Regions from separate parts of the Sus scrofa genome. Here region 2 is linked to region 1. The links are chromatin contacts, called in public Hi-C maps. All regions are on one chromosome and are shown on one strand. The core of a region is the stretch at or near the end of the contact, and the rest is flanking DNA. Distances in the headings are between cores, read along the strand shown. Region 1 overlaps LOC100513542 (serine/threonine-protein phosphatase 5). Region 2 overlaps AP2S1 (adaptor related protein complex 2 sigma 1 subunit).

Region 1 (7,964 bases), core at 3,495-5,994:
CCAGCCGGAAACAGAGGTGGCCCCCAGGCTATGACCTGAGTGGCCTATGTAGCATTTAAATATTAGGATTATTTCACAGGAAGCCCTAGACTCCTGATTTCTCCTAAAACAATCAGCGCCAAGAAACACCCAAGCTGGGAGTTCCTGTCGTGGCTCAGCGGAAATGAACCTGACTAGTATCCAAAAGGATGCAGGTTCGATCCCTGGCCTCGCTCAGTGAGTTAAGGATCCGGTGTGGCCGTGAGCTGTGGTGTAGGTTGCAGACATGGATCTGGCATTGCTGTGGCTCTGGTGCAGGCCGGCAGCTACAGCTCCAATTCAGCTGCTAGCCTGGGAATCTACATATGCTGCAGGTGCGGCCCTAAGAAAAAAGACAAAAAAGAAAAAAGAAACTCTCAGGCTGAATCCAGATGTGTAACATTTTATAAAACAACTGGCTTGGAAATATCTAAATATCAGCGTCACAAAAGAATTTTGCAAAAACAGAGTTCCCGTCATGGCACAGCGGTTAATAAATAAGACTAGGCGGGTTCGATCCCTGGCCTTGCTCAGTGGGTTAAGGATCTGGTGTTGCCGTGAGCTGTGGTGTAAGTTGCAGATGCGGCTCGGATCCCGCGTTGCTGTGGCTCTGGCGTAGGCCGGTGGCTACGGCTCCAAATGGACCCCTAGCCTGGGAACCTCCATATGCCACAGGAGCGGCCCAAGAAATAGCAAAAAAGACAAAAAAAAAAAAAAAAAAAAAAAAAAAGAATTTTGCAAAAAGGTATGAGACTGACTATTCTAGATGGAAAGAGGTAAAAAATGCAGGTCCTATGCAGTAATTGATTCTTGGATTCTGCATTTTAAAAAAAACAGCTAAACTCACGTTGCAACAGAACAAAGGGTGGGGGAAAAAATGTAATTGTAATGTATACATGTAAGGATAGCTTAATCCCCTTGCTGTACAGTGGGAAAATAAAATTAAAAATAAATAAATAAATAAAAATAAAAATAAAAAAACAGCTAAAATGATGTTTTGAAAAATAACTGGGGGAAATTAAAATATTCGCCTGGCAACACAGATAGTGCCCGTTCTCAGTGATTGAAGATGACCTTGACAATGTCATGTGCATCTGACAGTGTCTGCGGGTCTTATGGTCGGCCTGGGGCTGTCCGCCTTAGCTGGTATTACTGTATCCAAGCTAAAGTTCTGCGGTGGGATGACTAAGTTACAGTCAAGCAAGAGAATGTCCTGTTTTTAGGGGATTCAGGTTATGATGCAACTTATTCTCGAGTGGTTGGGCGAAAGTAAAAAGGGTGTGCGTGACACACACGCATATACATGTATACACAGAAGGCGTCAAAATGTGAACAGTTAGTGAATCTAGGTGAAGAGGGTACAGATGTTTACAGAACTGTTCTTTTGACTTTTCTGTAGATTTGACACGTTTCTACATAAAACGTTAGGACAACAAAGTGTTAAAGTCAAGTAGATGGCCACTGCTGGTCAGAACACGGAAAGTTATCGAAGATAGTCCCTCTGGCCCATGAGGAGAAAGAGCCAAAGGGACAAAAAACCACAAACAAACCCAAACACCAAAAACAAATTAACAAACAAACACTCTGAAACACATCTGAGTCAAGGATGCAAAGAGGTCTGAATTACTCGAATGGGGACAGTGAGGGTTCCCAGGAAAAAGGGACTGTGACTGTCTCCCTCGGGGCAGCTGGCATGACAAAGCCCCAAGCAGCCCCTGATGCAGGCCTGTGCCCTCGCCCACCGATTCTCTCCACGGCCACGCGGGCACGAGGCGGCGTGGTGGAGAGAGGCCTTCTGAGGCACAAAAGTGGGGGCGAGACTAGAGAGCGGAAAACTCACCAGCCACCCCAAAATCTGGCAGCAGGTCTGTAGAGGGGGAAAAAAAAAAAAAATGTAGCGTTTTCCTACAGTTTCAAAAGCTGGAGACTTGACAGCGCAAAGACATGCCCAGGATTTTGGCAGGGCTGAGATCCCAAGCCCTGCTGACAGGAGCGTCCTGATTCACTCTGAAAAAAATCTGAAGCCAGCCGTGAACAAAGGCCAAGAAGAGCTGCCCCTCGACTGCCGACGAGAGGGACACAGCCCTGCCACTAGCAGCCCGACAGAACCAGGTCCTGCCATGATGTGCAGAAAAACGTTATTTGCCTTGGTCGCTACTGTTTTTTTTGGTCGTGGCCACGGCACATGGAAGTGACCTGAGCCACTGCAGTGATGATGCCGGATCCTTAACCCACTGCCACAAGAGAACTACTGTTCTTTTACACAAAATGTCTGGCATACAATAAAAAATTTAAAGACACAAAAAGCCGACAATGGAAGCAGACCGCGAGATGACCCAGATGGTGGAATATCCAGACAGAGACTTGAAAATAACCATGAAAAATGTGTTAAAGGCTCTAGCAGGAAAGGCAAATGACATGCACGAGCATATGTGGCAGAGAGATGAAAGCGGTCTTCAAAAATAAGCCAGTGGAAACGCTAGAAGTAAAGGATTCCTTTGCATGGCGCCTGGCGCGCCCCGGGCTCAGCAAGCGCGGGCCACCGGGACCCCCGTCCTGGAGTGGCCCTCTGCGGTGGGCTTCAGGCACAGCTGGGCAGCCCCCGCCGGGGCGTTACCTGGTAGGCGCACTTCCGGTGCAGTTTCTTCTGGTCCTTGTACCACTGCATGAGCTCCTTCATGAAGGTGGCTGTCACTCGGCCGTCCTCCAGCTTGGGCCCGCTGTACTCATCCTCGATGGCTGGTGTGTGAATGGGGGGACCAGAGTCAGTGGCCACGGCCACTGGGAGGGTGGGAAGTGGGGCCGGGCTCCCAGGCACGGGGCAGACACGGCTCTGGACACACAGGTTGAGAGGGGGACGGAGTGAGAGAAGCGTCCTCCCCTGGCCGGGGCCTCTCATGGCCGCTCCTTCCGCTCAGGTCAGCTCCCAGGCCCTCTCGGTGCCCTCCCCGTCTACCGCGGCCCCTCCCTGCCAGGACGTGACCGCGCTCAGCACTGTGAGCTGACGAGTCCATCCTCTCCCCACCGGGACACCAGCCCCTCGAGGGCAGGGACAGGTCTGTCCACAGCTGCATCCCCAGGGCCTACACCAGCGTCTGGCACCCAGGAGGTGCCCAACAGTCATCTGCGGAATGAATGACTCATCTGAGTGCCTAGGGGACCTAAGGACAAATCAGACATGGAAGGTCCACAACAGGTGGGTGCAGCTGTGGGTGGCAGGGTGGGCAGTACAGCAGGGAAGCTCGCTGGACCTGGGGGCCTGCAGCCCCAGCTCTGGACTGTGGAGTCCCCAGGTGCGCAGGCAGAGGAGCAACAGACGGTGCGTGAGCCCCACGGCCCCCAGGCCCCAGCATGCAGGGGAATGGAAGGTCCAGGCCAGGATGTGCAATGTTCTGGGTAGGGCACGGAGAGCGCACCCAGACCCTACTCACTCATGCTCTCGATGTCGAGTGAGTCCACGACGGAGCGCTTGTGCTCATCACCTGCAATGGCCCGCTCGAAGGCTTTCTGCTTCACGATCTTGTTGCATTCCTGGTACTTCATCTTGGCGTCCTTGTCGTGGGGCTTCACCTTCACCACCTGGGTGTGTGGGTGGGTGAGAGGGGAAGGAAGGGAACAGGTATCAACGCCCAGGCCGAGGTCGGGCAAAGGAGCCTCAAGGAGACAGACGCCATGGCCATCTTTGGCCTGCCTGGCCCCAGGCTCCACCAACGTGGAGCAGAGTGGCTGGGCCACCGGGTACCAGGGATACAAGCTTGGGCTCAGCCTCTAGGCCTCGGTTTCTGCACCCCCAAAGTGGGCCTGACGGAGCTGCCAACACAGGGCTGCTGAGAAGGTAAACATGTTAACCCACACAGACACTCATAATAAATCTCAGCTCTGACCACCATCAACTGGCCACTGGAGGCACGCGTCCAGCTCCAGCTTCCTCGCTGGAACCAGGGTGGGCCGAGGCACAGTTCATGATGTTATTTCCAAGGTGGGTGGGATTGAGAGGAAAGCAGGGGCTGATCCAAAGTCTCTGTTAACAGCCCAGACTCATCTGAAGAGGCAATGACTTGCCGGGGAACCTGGACTCCATGATCCTCAGTTTTCTCATCCACAAAATGCAGACACGACAGGCTCCACCTGCCAGGGCTGTTGGGAGGCTAAGTAATGAACACAGGGCCTGGCGGGCAGCCTGGGTGGGCGAGCAGCAGCCGGCACCCAGTGGTGGCAAGGCCCTCATTCAACTTTGGGCTTTGCGGGAGGTGGGGAGGGACCCAGGGCAAATGAGCCCCTGAGTTTTCTCTTCTGAAGGAAGGTAGAGACTGGGTCACAGATCCAGGACTCGTGGGTTCCAATCTCAGCTCTGCAATCATCAGGAGCGTGACCTGGGCAATGAGTTTGCCTGCGACCCCGTCCCCCTCAGCGGGCAGCTGAGAGGACTGAGTGAGTGCACGCAGCGGGGCCGGGCAAGAGTCAACTCCACATGCTCACATGCTGCCCTCCTCGGCCGCCATTCATAGGCTGCTGTGCGGATTAAATGAGATCACACGCACTGAGCCCCAGACCTCAGGACACGCTTAGTTCTCAGTAAAAGGAGCCGGCGCTGTCCCTCCCTTCTACGTTGCTTCCTACAAACTCTACTCCTCCAAGCTCAGAAGCAGGCAGGCCTGCACGCAGAGCCCGGCTCTGCCCCTCACTTGCTGTGTGACCTTGGGCAAGTGAGTTCACTCCGAGACGCCCTTTAGCTACTGTCAGTGCGATTAGGAGTGGACCCTGGCTGACCTGCCCATCCTGCTGGCCTCCCTAGGTGTGGGCCCCCTCAGCTCCTGCTCCCCACAGCGGGCAGGAAGGGCTGCCAGGGCTGCCATGTCCCTGGTGGAAAGAGACCACCAGAAAGGGTCAGAAGCCCGGACAAAGGCACTTGCTGATCCCCGAGGGTCAATGGGGCTCCCCCACCCCCCAGAATGGGTATGCAGGCCAGGTGGGGTGGCAGGGAGCTGGGTCTGGGCAGGCTCAGGCTAGGGCACCCTGCCAGGCAGCTCCACCTGGGGTGGGGGCACCGTGCCAGGCTTAGGAGAAAAGCAGCACCAGGCATTCCCTGGAGTCCTTCCCAACGAGGAGAGGTTATAGTCCACACCCCAGGATAAAGTCCAAGCCACCCTCTGTTTGCTCAGCACTACCAGCCAGACCAAACTCACAAGTCCCCAAAGGGGCCAGCTCCCGCTCACCTCCAGGCCTCGTACAGGCTTGGCCCAGAGCACACTTCCACCTCCAGCTCCTTTCTAGCTCCTGCTCCTCTTCCGGCTCTCAGCTCCCTCATGTGCAACCACTGCCCCCATCCGCCAGGCTGCGTCAGGTACCCCCTCGGGGCTCCCCAGCAGGCCGAGTACTGCAGGAACCTGCCTCCCCACTGGAAGGTGGCTGGGAGGCGGGAGCTGAGGCTGAGTCCCAGATGTCAACAAACGTCCTGACTGGACAAGGACGACCCCGCCACCCCAAGCATCTCCTCTGAGCCCCTGCCGGGTTCTCAGACAACACTACGCTGCCGGGACTAAAGGAGCTGGGGCAGTAACAGCAGCGGCAAGCGTACCCAGTGCAGTGCTTACTATGCGTCTGAGGGTGTAAGCAACTGCCCTGCTCACTTGATCGTCAGAGCAGCGCTACGTGGTGTGATCACAATCTCCACTGGACAGATAAGGAAACTGAGGCCCAGAGAGGCAAAGACACTGATCTAAGAAGCCAGCGTTTGGTTCTCTCCCTGCATAAGATTGTGACTCCCGCCATGCACGCTGGGACGTGCTCACCTCCCTACTCTCGGCCATCGTCCCCACAGCGCCCTGCACCCCTTCAGGGAGACGCTGGTCATGGTCAGAGTGCAGGCAGCCCCACCTCTCTGGCCTCCCTCAGCATCTAGAAAGCAAGGAGGGTGCCAGCAATCCTGGGGTGGGGGGGGTAATGTGACAACTTAACATCGGGCCCCGGAGTTCCTGTCGTGGCGTAGCAGAGATGAATCCAACTAGAAACCATGAGGTTGCAGGTTCGATCCCTGGCCTTGCTCAGTGGGTGAAGGATCCGGCATTGCCGTGAGCTGTGGTGTAGGTCGCAGATGTGGCTCGGATCTGACGTTGCTATGGCTGTGGCGTAGGCCGGCGGCTATAGCTCTGATTAGACCCCTAGCCTGGGAACCTCCATATGCTGCAGGAGCGGCCCTAGAAAAGACAAAAAAACCAAAAAAAAAAACAAAAAACAAAAAACCCAACAAAGTGGGATCTAGGCCATGTCCGTGTCAGTATCTGACTATGGTATTTTCGTAATGATGCCAGTTATGTCAGTGGGGAAACTGGGAGAATGGGACCTCTATATTACTTCTTATAACTCCGAGTGAAGCTATGGCACTCTCAAAATTAAAAGCTGTTTTCAAAAAGGAGCCTTTTCAGCTGGGAGTACTAATGGGCAGTAACTACAGTGCTCCAACCGACAAAACGCTAACACAGGCTCAACATCCCCATGTGAAGCCATGGGGGCTGCGTGTACTGGGGAACTGGGAACTGCCCGGATTTCAGAAAGGTGACACGGTGCCAGGGCTGTATGTTATGTGACGCCCCCAGTGGACCAGGTGGCACCTGGAGACTACACACCCTTCTGTTTCTGCAGCAAAACCTCCAATTGCACCACCTGGGAGCATTCAAGACCATTGACAGCCTCCTATTTTAAGTCCAGGTCAGCTTTCATCACCAAACGAGTTGACTGAACTTACCAGACTGTTTTTTCAAACAGTTGGGTTTAGAACTGAGGTGAGGGACTAGAGACCAGCAGCAAAAACCAGGTCCCTCACCAAGTGCTCCTGACCTCTGGGTGACATGACAACATGTGGCGGGCCATTATGATTATTTTCTTTCGGGGGGCAGGGCACACCCGCCAGCACATGAAGGTTCCCAGGCTAGGGGTCGAATCGGAGCTGCAGCTGCCGGCCTACACCACAGCCACAGCACCACCGGATCAAACTCGCACCCTCACAGACACCAGGCGGGTTCTTAGCCCGTTGAGCCACAGCAGGAATTCCATGATTATTTCCAGTGCAGAGGTGACAGGACATAGCCCAGGCAGGGGCTGTGCCTGCCAGAGGCACAGGGACAGCTGAGGCCAGCCAGGTGCTCGGGGCAGGCAGTGGAGGCACGACACTTGGGTCTGCACCCCACAAGTGGAAAAACTCGAGTGAACTCATTTAGGAAGTCACACCAACACTCCTTTCACAATAAAACAGAAGCAAGACACTGAGCTAAGGGCAAGTAATAGGCTGAGAAATTCTGGCCACTGCTTATGTCCAGTGGTCAGGAGCCTGACTCTGGGACCGGGCTGTCTCTGCCTGGCTGTGGGACCTCAGGGGAGGGACCTACTCCTGGGCTGCGGCTTTCTCACCTGTCAATCAGGGATAGTAACAGGCCCCATTTCTGGGGTTGTCATGAAGATCACATGAGTTTTCAGAGTGCGAAGGCCAGGTGTCAGGTGCCAGCTGTGACTGTTCCTGTCACTATCATCTATCCACACCTGAGGTGCACAGGCGCTTGCACAGACGTGCAGGACAAAAGGCATTTCTACCCAACGGCACTGGGCTATGTGCTCTGAGAAGGAACTTAAACGCAAACCATATTTCAAACCAAACCCCCAAGCCCCAGGAAGGGGTGGAGTGGAGAGTGCCGAAGGGGTCCCTTAGATCCAGCCTGGGCCCACGTGACCGCCTGAGTCCCAGCCACAGACAGGAAAGAAGATAGGCAGAATCTTCCGAGAAGATGACCCAGTGCGGGGGCAGGGAGTCCTGAAGCCAAAGTCCCCCTGAAAGATGAACTGGGAGAGAAGGGGCGTTGGTGGGGGGATTCAACATGGGCCCATGGAAAGGGGAGCTGGGCTCCTGCTAAGAGTCCAAGGCTTGGCCCTGGAGGGAGAGCAGAATGGAGGAC
Region 2 (7,964 bases), core at 2,341-4,840, 300 kb before region 1:
AGGAAGAATTTTGAGAAGAGTGCTGCTTAGGGTCAGATCCTGCCAAGGCCACACCAGCGATAACAGCCAGTCTCCAGATAAACTTTTCCTGCCCTCTCCACTTCAGATCTTTTTTTTTTTTTTCTTTTTAGGACCAAACCCTTGGCATATGGAAGTTCCTGGGCTCGGGTTTGAATTGGAGCTGCAGCTGCCAACCTACGCCACAGCCATGGCAATGCAGGATCTGACCTACCCCGCAGCTCACAGCAACGCCAGATCTTTAACCCACTGAGGGAGGCCAGGGATTGAACCTGCATCTTCATGGATACTAGTTGGGTTCATTACCACTGAGCCACAACAGGAACTCCTCATGTCTTTTTTTCTTTCTTTCTTTTTGGCTGTGCCCGGCATGCAAAAGTTCTGGGACCAGGGGTTGAACTTGCACCATGGCAGTGACCTGAGCCACTGCAGTGACAATGCCAGATCCTTAACCTGCTAGGCCACCAGGGGACTCTTCCGCTTCCTGTCTTGAACCCTCCCCTCCAGAGCAGGGGCCTTTAAACATTTGATCCTATATTTGTATGGGTTGAAAAAAAAAGTGCAGTTAGAACCCTGGTATTTACTTACTAATCCATGGATTATGTGCAGGAAAAAAATGTAATATTAGGAAACACTCAGTGTAGAAATTAACAGAAGGATAAGCTAGGGGGAAAAATGAATAAGAGCCAAGGACTTGTGTTGGCTATTGCAGTTGCCACCAGGTGGCACCACACACACACAGACGCGCGCGTGCGCCAGATTGGATTTTTTTCAGATTTTGGGGAGTTTGTGTATCTCTATCTGCTTGTCGCTTTATCTACTTACACATGCATATAAAATTAGAGTCTGTGTCCCTAGTTCATGCATATTTATTCCTGGGTTGCATTTATGTGTTGGCTGTGGTGATATTTATATTATGTTCAGTTAAGGACAGGGCTGGGATTGTCTTGGTGGTGGGTCTGCACTGCTCAGCCCAAAGCCTGCTGCACAGGAGGTACTCAGGCAGTGTTTATGGAATGTGTGACTAGATTAGTTCCAGGCCGAGGAATTGGACCCTCCCCAGAGACGACAGGGAGCCCCAGAAAGGGGGCACAGATGCTACAGAACACCCCTGCCTCCCTTTGGGCTCTGGGTTTTTACATGGGCGGCTCCCTCTGCGGTAAAGCACTCCTGCCCATTCACTCCTACTCATCCTCAGAATCTCAGTCCACATGCCCCTTCCTCCAGGAAGCCCTCCCGGACCCCCGGGCTAGGTTAGCCGCCCACCCCTCTGGGCTCCCGCAGCCCAGCCCTGCCCACTCAGGCGACCACCAAGGATGAGTCTCTCTCCACTGGATTCTGAGCCCCAGGCAGGGACAGCCAGGCCACCACGGTGACCGCAGCACAGAGGCCGGCACAGAGCAAGGGCCTCGGACCTCACATGGAACAAAGGGCTAAGGGTGTTGGTGCCCCTCTGGCCGGCACGTGGGGTCCCGGGCGGGCCCTGTCGCTCACAGCTTCTCCGCCCCGCAGTTCCGGAACTTCAAGATCATTTACCGACGCTACGCCGGCCTCTACTTCTGCATCTGCGTGGACGTCAACGACAACAACCTGGCCTACCTGGAGGCCATCCACAACTTTGTGGAGGTGCGCGGGCGGGCGGGCAGCCCTGGTCCCCTCCCTTGGGGTGCTCGGGACCCCCTTGTTTTCCCCTCAGTCGGGGGGGAGCGGGAGGAGGCACAGACATGAGGTCTTTCCCGCCCCCCCCTCGCTGTGTCCTCTGCTCTGGGCTTTCCCTCTTCCTCGGTTTCTTTCTGACCTTTTTCCGCCGTCGCTTCCCGATGCCCCTCGTTGCTGGTGCTGTGTGTCTCCCTCCCTGCCTGTCTCTCAGCAACTCTGTCTTCCTCGCCCAGGTCTTAAATGAGTATTTCCACAATGTCTGTGAACTGGACCTGGTGTTCAACTTCTACAAGGTGGGTCCTGGCCGAGGGGCTGGGAGTTGGGGGCAGGAGGGTGGGCCAGAACCCTACAGCTGCCCCAGTGCCTCTGCTGATGCCTGGTCCCTGGCTGTCAGGCGTCAGAGCGCCCCCCAGGTCCTGAGGTTCAGATCAGCATTCTGGGGTGATCGCCCCGGGATCTCCCCTTGACCTCCCTTCACTCAGGTTTACACGGTCGTGGACGAGATGTTCCTGGCCGGTGAGATCCGTGAGACCAGCCAGACGAAGGTGCTCAAACAGCTGCTGATGCTGCAGTCCCTGGAGTGAGGGCGGCCGCCCGGCTTCTCACCCCTCCCCGGACCAGCCTGCTCCCTCCCCGTTCCCAGGCCTGGCATCGTTGCCCCCTGCGGCTCCTCCCTCAGCTGCCCAGGAGGAAGGCACCCAGCTGGGTCTGGGCCACAAGGGAGGAAGCCCCACCCCACGGCCCCTGGGCCCCAACTGCGGGCAGAGGCCACTTCGCGTGTACCGAGTACCCGTGCCTGTTGTCATTGTGTGATGCTGTGAGTGCGTGCGTGGAGCCCCCCAATAAATCTGTGGTCCCCGCCTGGCCTCATGTCTTTGAGCACTTGTCTGTCTTCCCTGGGAAACGTGGGCAGCTCCCGGTGCCCTGCCATCAGTGTGTCAGATAGTCAACAAACCCTCCTCATCCTGAGCAAGGTGGTGGGGTTGGGGGATGGGTGCATTCACACCTGCTTCTGCCCACAGAGGGTACCCGAGCCTGGAAGGGGTGACAGACTGAGACACTGAGCACTTGCTACTAAAATAATCATAGCATTGTTATTTCTGGTGGCTCAGCAGGTTAAGGATCTGGTGTTGTCACTGCTGTGGCTTGGCCCGGGGAACTTCTGCATGCTGTGGGTGCAGCCAAAAGAATATAATAAATGGTGGTACTCTTAGCCCACATTGACAGCTCTTAAGCTCAGTTCTAAGGATCCATGCCTATTACCTTACTTAATCCTCACGGGATGAGTAGCCCCATTTTCCAGAGGAGATCGCCGAGTTTAAAAAGACTCACGTAGCTAGTCTGCAGCTGAACCAGGTTGGTTTTGAGCCCAGGTGGCTCCAGACTCCATGTTCTTTTTTTTTTTTTCTTTTTTGGCCACCCTATGGCAAATGGAAGTTCCTGGGCCGGGCTTGAACCTGAGCTGGAGCTTTGACTTATGCCTCAGCTGCGGCCACGCCGGATCATTTACCCACTGCGCTCCAGCGGAAGTTCGCAGAATCCTCAATAACCGCCAGACCGGAGGTGGTTGCAAGTGCAGGCACTGGACCCAGTGTTCGTGGTTCTCAGGCACGGCCCCGCTGGCACTTGGGGTGGGTTGATTCTTTCTGGCATGAGACTGTGCCAGTAGTGGCCTGATTGTCTGCCTCCATCTGCCAATTGCCAGTCCTCAGTGGCCCTTGGCCATTGTGACAAGAAAACATCATTGCATGTTTCTGGTCCCCTCTGGACTGGTCGCGTCCCCCTCCCCCCACTCCCCCAGCCCCTGCCCATTGAGAGCAGCGTGATGGCCTTTGGCTGCAGCCGTGACCAGCTCCCTTGGCAGAGCCAAGAACAGCACCAGGCATGTTGACTCTGCTCTTATTAATGTGCCAGCGCTTTGCGTCACTCTCCCAACTACAGAGGCAGGCGTGTTCCAGCTCAGCCACATCCACACTGTGAAGACTTGGGGTAAGTCACTTAACCTCTCTGACCTCTGTTTCTTCATCTGGAATGTGGGTTGAGGAGTTCCCGATGTGGCTCAGTGGGTTAAGAACCTGACTAGTATCTATGAGGGTGCAGGTTTGATCCCTGGGCTTGTTCAAGTGGGTTAAGGATCCAGGGTTGCCATGAGCTATGGTGTAGTTTACAGACGAGGCTCGGATCTGGCGTTGCTGTGGCTGTGACATAGGCTGGCAGCTGCAGCTCTGATTTGACCTCAGGCCTGAGAACGTCTATATGCCACACAGGTGTGGCCAAAAAAGCTAAATAAAATAAACTGAAAACCAAGTGCGTTGAGTTATCTCACGGCATATTGAATTAAGGACCCAGCTTTGTCACTGCAGTGGCTTGGGTCAATGCTATTTGATCCCTGGCCCCGGAATCAAAGGGCGGGAACAAACAAACAAAAAAAAAAACAAGTGCCGGCAAGCATGCGGAGCAACCAAACTCTCATATATTGCTGGTGGGATTGCGAAATGGGGCAGGATCTCACAAAGTTAAACATTATGCTTACTTTATGACTCAGCACACAGACTCCTGTTTGGCCAAGAGAAATAAAAACTGGGAGTTTGGGTCGTGGCTCAGTCATTATGAACCCAACTAATTTCCATGAAGATGCAGCTTCCATCCCTGGCCTTGCTCAGTGGGTTAAGTAAGGAACTGGTGTTACTGCAACCTTTGGGGTAGGTTGAAGATCTGGCTCAGATCTGGCATTGTGGAGTTCCCGTTGCGATGCAGCGGAAACCAATCCAACTAGTATCCATGAGGATGCAGGTTTGATCCCTGGCTTTGCTAGTGTGTCGAGGATCCAGCGTTGCCGTAGATGCGACTCAGATCCCCAGGTGCTGTGGCTGTGGCTGTGGCAGCTCCAATCTGACCCCTGGCCCAGAGAACTTCCATATGCCTCAGGTTTGGCCATTAAAAAAAAAAAAGAGAGAGAGAATAGGCCAGAAACAGACACACAAATCCATGGAGATTTAGTACAAGACAGAAGGGGCCTTCCAGACCCTGGGGGAGGGTGTGGGTTACACCCATGGGCTGGGAGATCTGATTGCTCCCTCACACCATACACAAAAGTCATCCCCGTGGGTTGCAGAACAAAGTGCTTAGATGATGGAGTTCCCATCATGGTGCCGCGGAAACGAATCCAACTAAGAACCATGAGGTTGAGGGTTCGATCCCTGGCTTTGCTCAGTGGGTTAAGGATCCGGTGTTTCCGTGAGCTGTGGTGTAGGTCACAGACGCAGCTCGCATGCCACGTTGCTGTGGCTGTGGTGTAGGCCGGCAGCTACAGCTCTGATTCGACCCCTAGCCTGGGAACCTCCATATGCTTCGAGTGTGGCCCTAAAAATTTTTTTTAAAAAGGGGAAAAAAAAAAAAAAAGAAGATGAGGAACAGCCAAATGGGCTAATGTGCAAAAGAGGAAGGGGGAAACATCTTTAGAAGTCCCTGAAGATGCGGACAGGAGGCGGGCTAGGTACATGGGGTAGGAGATTGTATCTCTAGCTCAAGCCACATACAAAACAGCTGAGATGTAGCCTATTAGTTATCGGTGGGCTGAGTGAAGAGAGGCCTGGCAGGAGGGTGTGGGAGCCTCAGGAACCTGGTTGAGAGTGAATTCCAGGTGGGGATGGGAGAGATTATTTCCTTCTGGTCTGGGGAAGGGAGAGGCCAGCCCAGCCCAGCCCAGCCCAGAGGGTAATGTTAGCTGGAAAACTGGCTCCATGCCTGACACCTGCCTGAGTCTTTTCAAGGTTGGCCAGGGTCAGCCTTGCCTTCCCTCCCCTGGGATGCAATCCTGCACTTGGCTGACAACATCCTCTTAAACTAACATGGCACAAGTTGGGCACTTTCCTATGAGTGGCTGCACATTAAGCGCTGGAATATCCTATTTCCTTGAGCAGCATGGAATCCACTGTCTTTTCAGGTATGAAGGCTGGACCCTTGGATGGGGTTCATGCCTCTTCTGTCCTTCGTACATCCCACATTTAGTCAGCAGGCAATCATTTTGGTGTGAGCTTCAACCTGCATCCAAAGTCTTAATCCTGGAGTTCCCACTGTGGCTCAGTGGGTTGAGACCCACTAGTATCCATGAGGCTGGGGATTCAATTCTTGGCTTCAGTCAGTGGCTTAAGGATTCCGCTATGCAGTGGCTGTGGTGCAGGCTGGCAGCTGCAGTTTTCTTGGTTTTGTTGTGCTTTTTGCTTTCAAGGTGCAGCATATGGAAGTTCGCAGGCTAGGGATCAAATTGGAATTGCAGCTGCCAGCCTATGCCACAGCCATGGCAACTCGGGAACCGAGCCCTGTCTGTGACTTACACCACAGCCCATGCAATGCTGGATCCCTGACCCACAGAGTGAGGCCAGGGATGGAACCTGCAACCTCAAGGATACTAGTCAGATTCATTTCTATTGTATCACAATGGGAACTCCTGCAGTTGTTTTTTTTTTTTTTTTTTTCTTTTTAGGGCCACACCCATGGCATATGGAGATTCCCAGGCTAGGGGTCCGATCAGAGCTATAGCTACCAGCCTATGCCACAGCAATGCAGGATCCGAGCTGTGTCTGCAACCTACACGGCAACGCCAGATCTTTAGCCCACTGAGCAAGGTCAGGGATCGAACCCACAACCTCATGGTTCCTAGTCAGATTCATTTCTGCGGCGCCAGGACAGGGGCTCTCACTCCCGCAGCTCTGATTCGACACCCCTCCCCCAGGCTGGGAACTTCCATATGCCACACCTGTGGCCTAAAAATAAAATAAAACAAACAAAACAGGGAGTTCCTGTGGTGGCGCAGTGGTTAACGAATCCGACTAGGAACCATGAGGTTGCGGGTTCGGTCCCTGCCCTTGCTCAGTGGGTTAACGATCCGGCGTTGCAGTGAGCTGTGGTGTAGGTTGCAGACGCGGCTCGGATCCTGCGTTGCTGTGGCTCTGGCGTAGGCCGGTGGCTATGGCTCCGATTCGACCCCTAGCCTGGGAACCTCCATATGCCGCAGGGGCGGCCCAAGAAATAGCAAAAAGACAAAATAAATAAATAAATAAATAAAATAAAACAAAATAAAATAATTAAATTAACTAAAAAAAAACCAAGGTCTTAACCCCAAGCTAACCACTGGGCCAGCCTCCAGCATCTCCTACCTGGACTATCACAGTCGCCGCCTTGCTGTTCTTTGCCAACAGAAAGTTCCCTGCTCGTTAGCAGAATCCTTTCGCAGGAAGCAAATGATAAGAGAATGATGTCACTTCCTTCCTCAAATTGCTCCTGTGGCTTCCGCTTCATTCAGCAAGACCCACAAGATCCCCGTCCCCTCTCTAACCTCATCTCATAGCAATGCTGGATCCCCAACCCACCAAGCGAGGCCAGGGATGGAACCCACATCCTCTTGGATCCTAGTCTCGTTCATTAACGGCTGAGCCATGAAGGGAAATCCCTCACACATGCTCTCGAAGGAGGTTGGGACTGGCTCCTCTTCTGGGCAGGTGAGGGGCCGGAGGATCAGAGATGTGAAGTCCTTTCGCTGGAGTCGCACAGCCCAGAAGTCCTGGGATTGTAGGAAGTCTGTCTGTGGCCAGGGCCATCGTCTCACCTTTATAGCTGCGGAGTCTTTTTGCCAAAGCCTTCATGGAAAAATCAAGAGTCCTCATGTCATAGGCCGTTTTTTTGCTTTTGTTTGTTAAAGTTTTTTTTTGTTTTTTTTTGTTTGTTTGTTTGGTTTTTTTGGTCATTTTAGGGCTGCACTGGTGGCATATGGAGGTTCCCAGGCTAGGGGTGGAATCGGAGCTGTACCCACGGCCTACACTGCAGCCACAGCAACACCAGATCTGAGCCGTGTCTGCGACCTACACCACAGCTCACGGCCACGCCAGATCCTTAACCCACTGTGCAAAGCCAGGGATTGAATGTGCATCTTCATGGATACTAGTCAGATTCTTTTCCACTGAGTCACAATGGGATTTCCCATGGGCTGTTATTTTGAGTGTCTGTTTTGGCCGTGGCATGCCCTGGCTTAATGTGGGATCTCAGTTCCCAGAGCAGGGACTGAATCCTGGTGGCAGCAGTCAAAGTGCCAAATCCTAACCACTAGACCACCAGGGAACTCTCTGTTTGTTTGCTTTTCATTATGAACCCATTGACTCACTGGGCCCTCACCATCCAGGGTCTACCCTTGCATTTATCTTGAAGCAATCCCCAGGAGTCTATCATCCAGGCACACATTCCCTGGTATCCAGGCAGCCTTAGAATTACTGCATCTTCAGCATGAGAGT

Evidence for each region. Hi-C and Micro-C count contacts between places; a contact is called where the count stands out from the background.
Region 2: a contact with region 1 is called in a Hi-C map of liver, with 3 times the contacts expected there. The contact joins two enhancer-like sites. A contact is called at or near these places in 5 of 47 Hi-C or Micro-C datasets (embryonic fibroblasts, fetal heart ventricle, liver and 2 more).

Annotation. Positions count from the first base shown.
Region 1 is chr6:52,388,356-52,396,319 of Sscrofa11.1, reverse strand. LOC100513542 (serine/threonine-protein phosphatase 5) reads right to left here. Exons shown (of 13, transcript XM_003127234.6): 3 at 3,450-3,597; 4 at 2,636-2,757. Among named protein-coding and RNA genes, the nearest start is that of PNMA8A, 37 kb to the left of the region's middle. Within about 2 kb of position 4,744, at least 17 of the 83 cell types and tissues checked have an H3K27ac peak or open chromatin away from gene starts, as enhancers often do. A contact at or near this core is called in liver, where this site is marked.
Region 2 is chr6:52,690,232-52,698,195 of Sscrofa11.1, reverse strand. It overlaps AP2S1 (adaptor related protein complex 2 sigma 1 subunit), which reads left to right. Exons shown (of 4, transcript NM_001244453.1): 3 at 1,531-1,644; 4 at 2,160-2,556. The coding sequence ends at 2,261. Among named protein-coding and RNA genes, the nearest start is that of AP2S1, 9.0 kb to the left of the region's middle. Within about 2 kb of position 3,590, at least 12 of the 83 cell types and tissues checked have an H3K27ac peak or open chromatin away from gene starts, as enhancers often do. A contact at or near this core is called in liver, where this site is marked.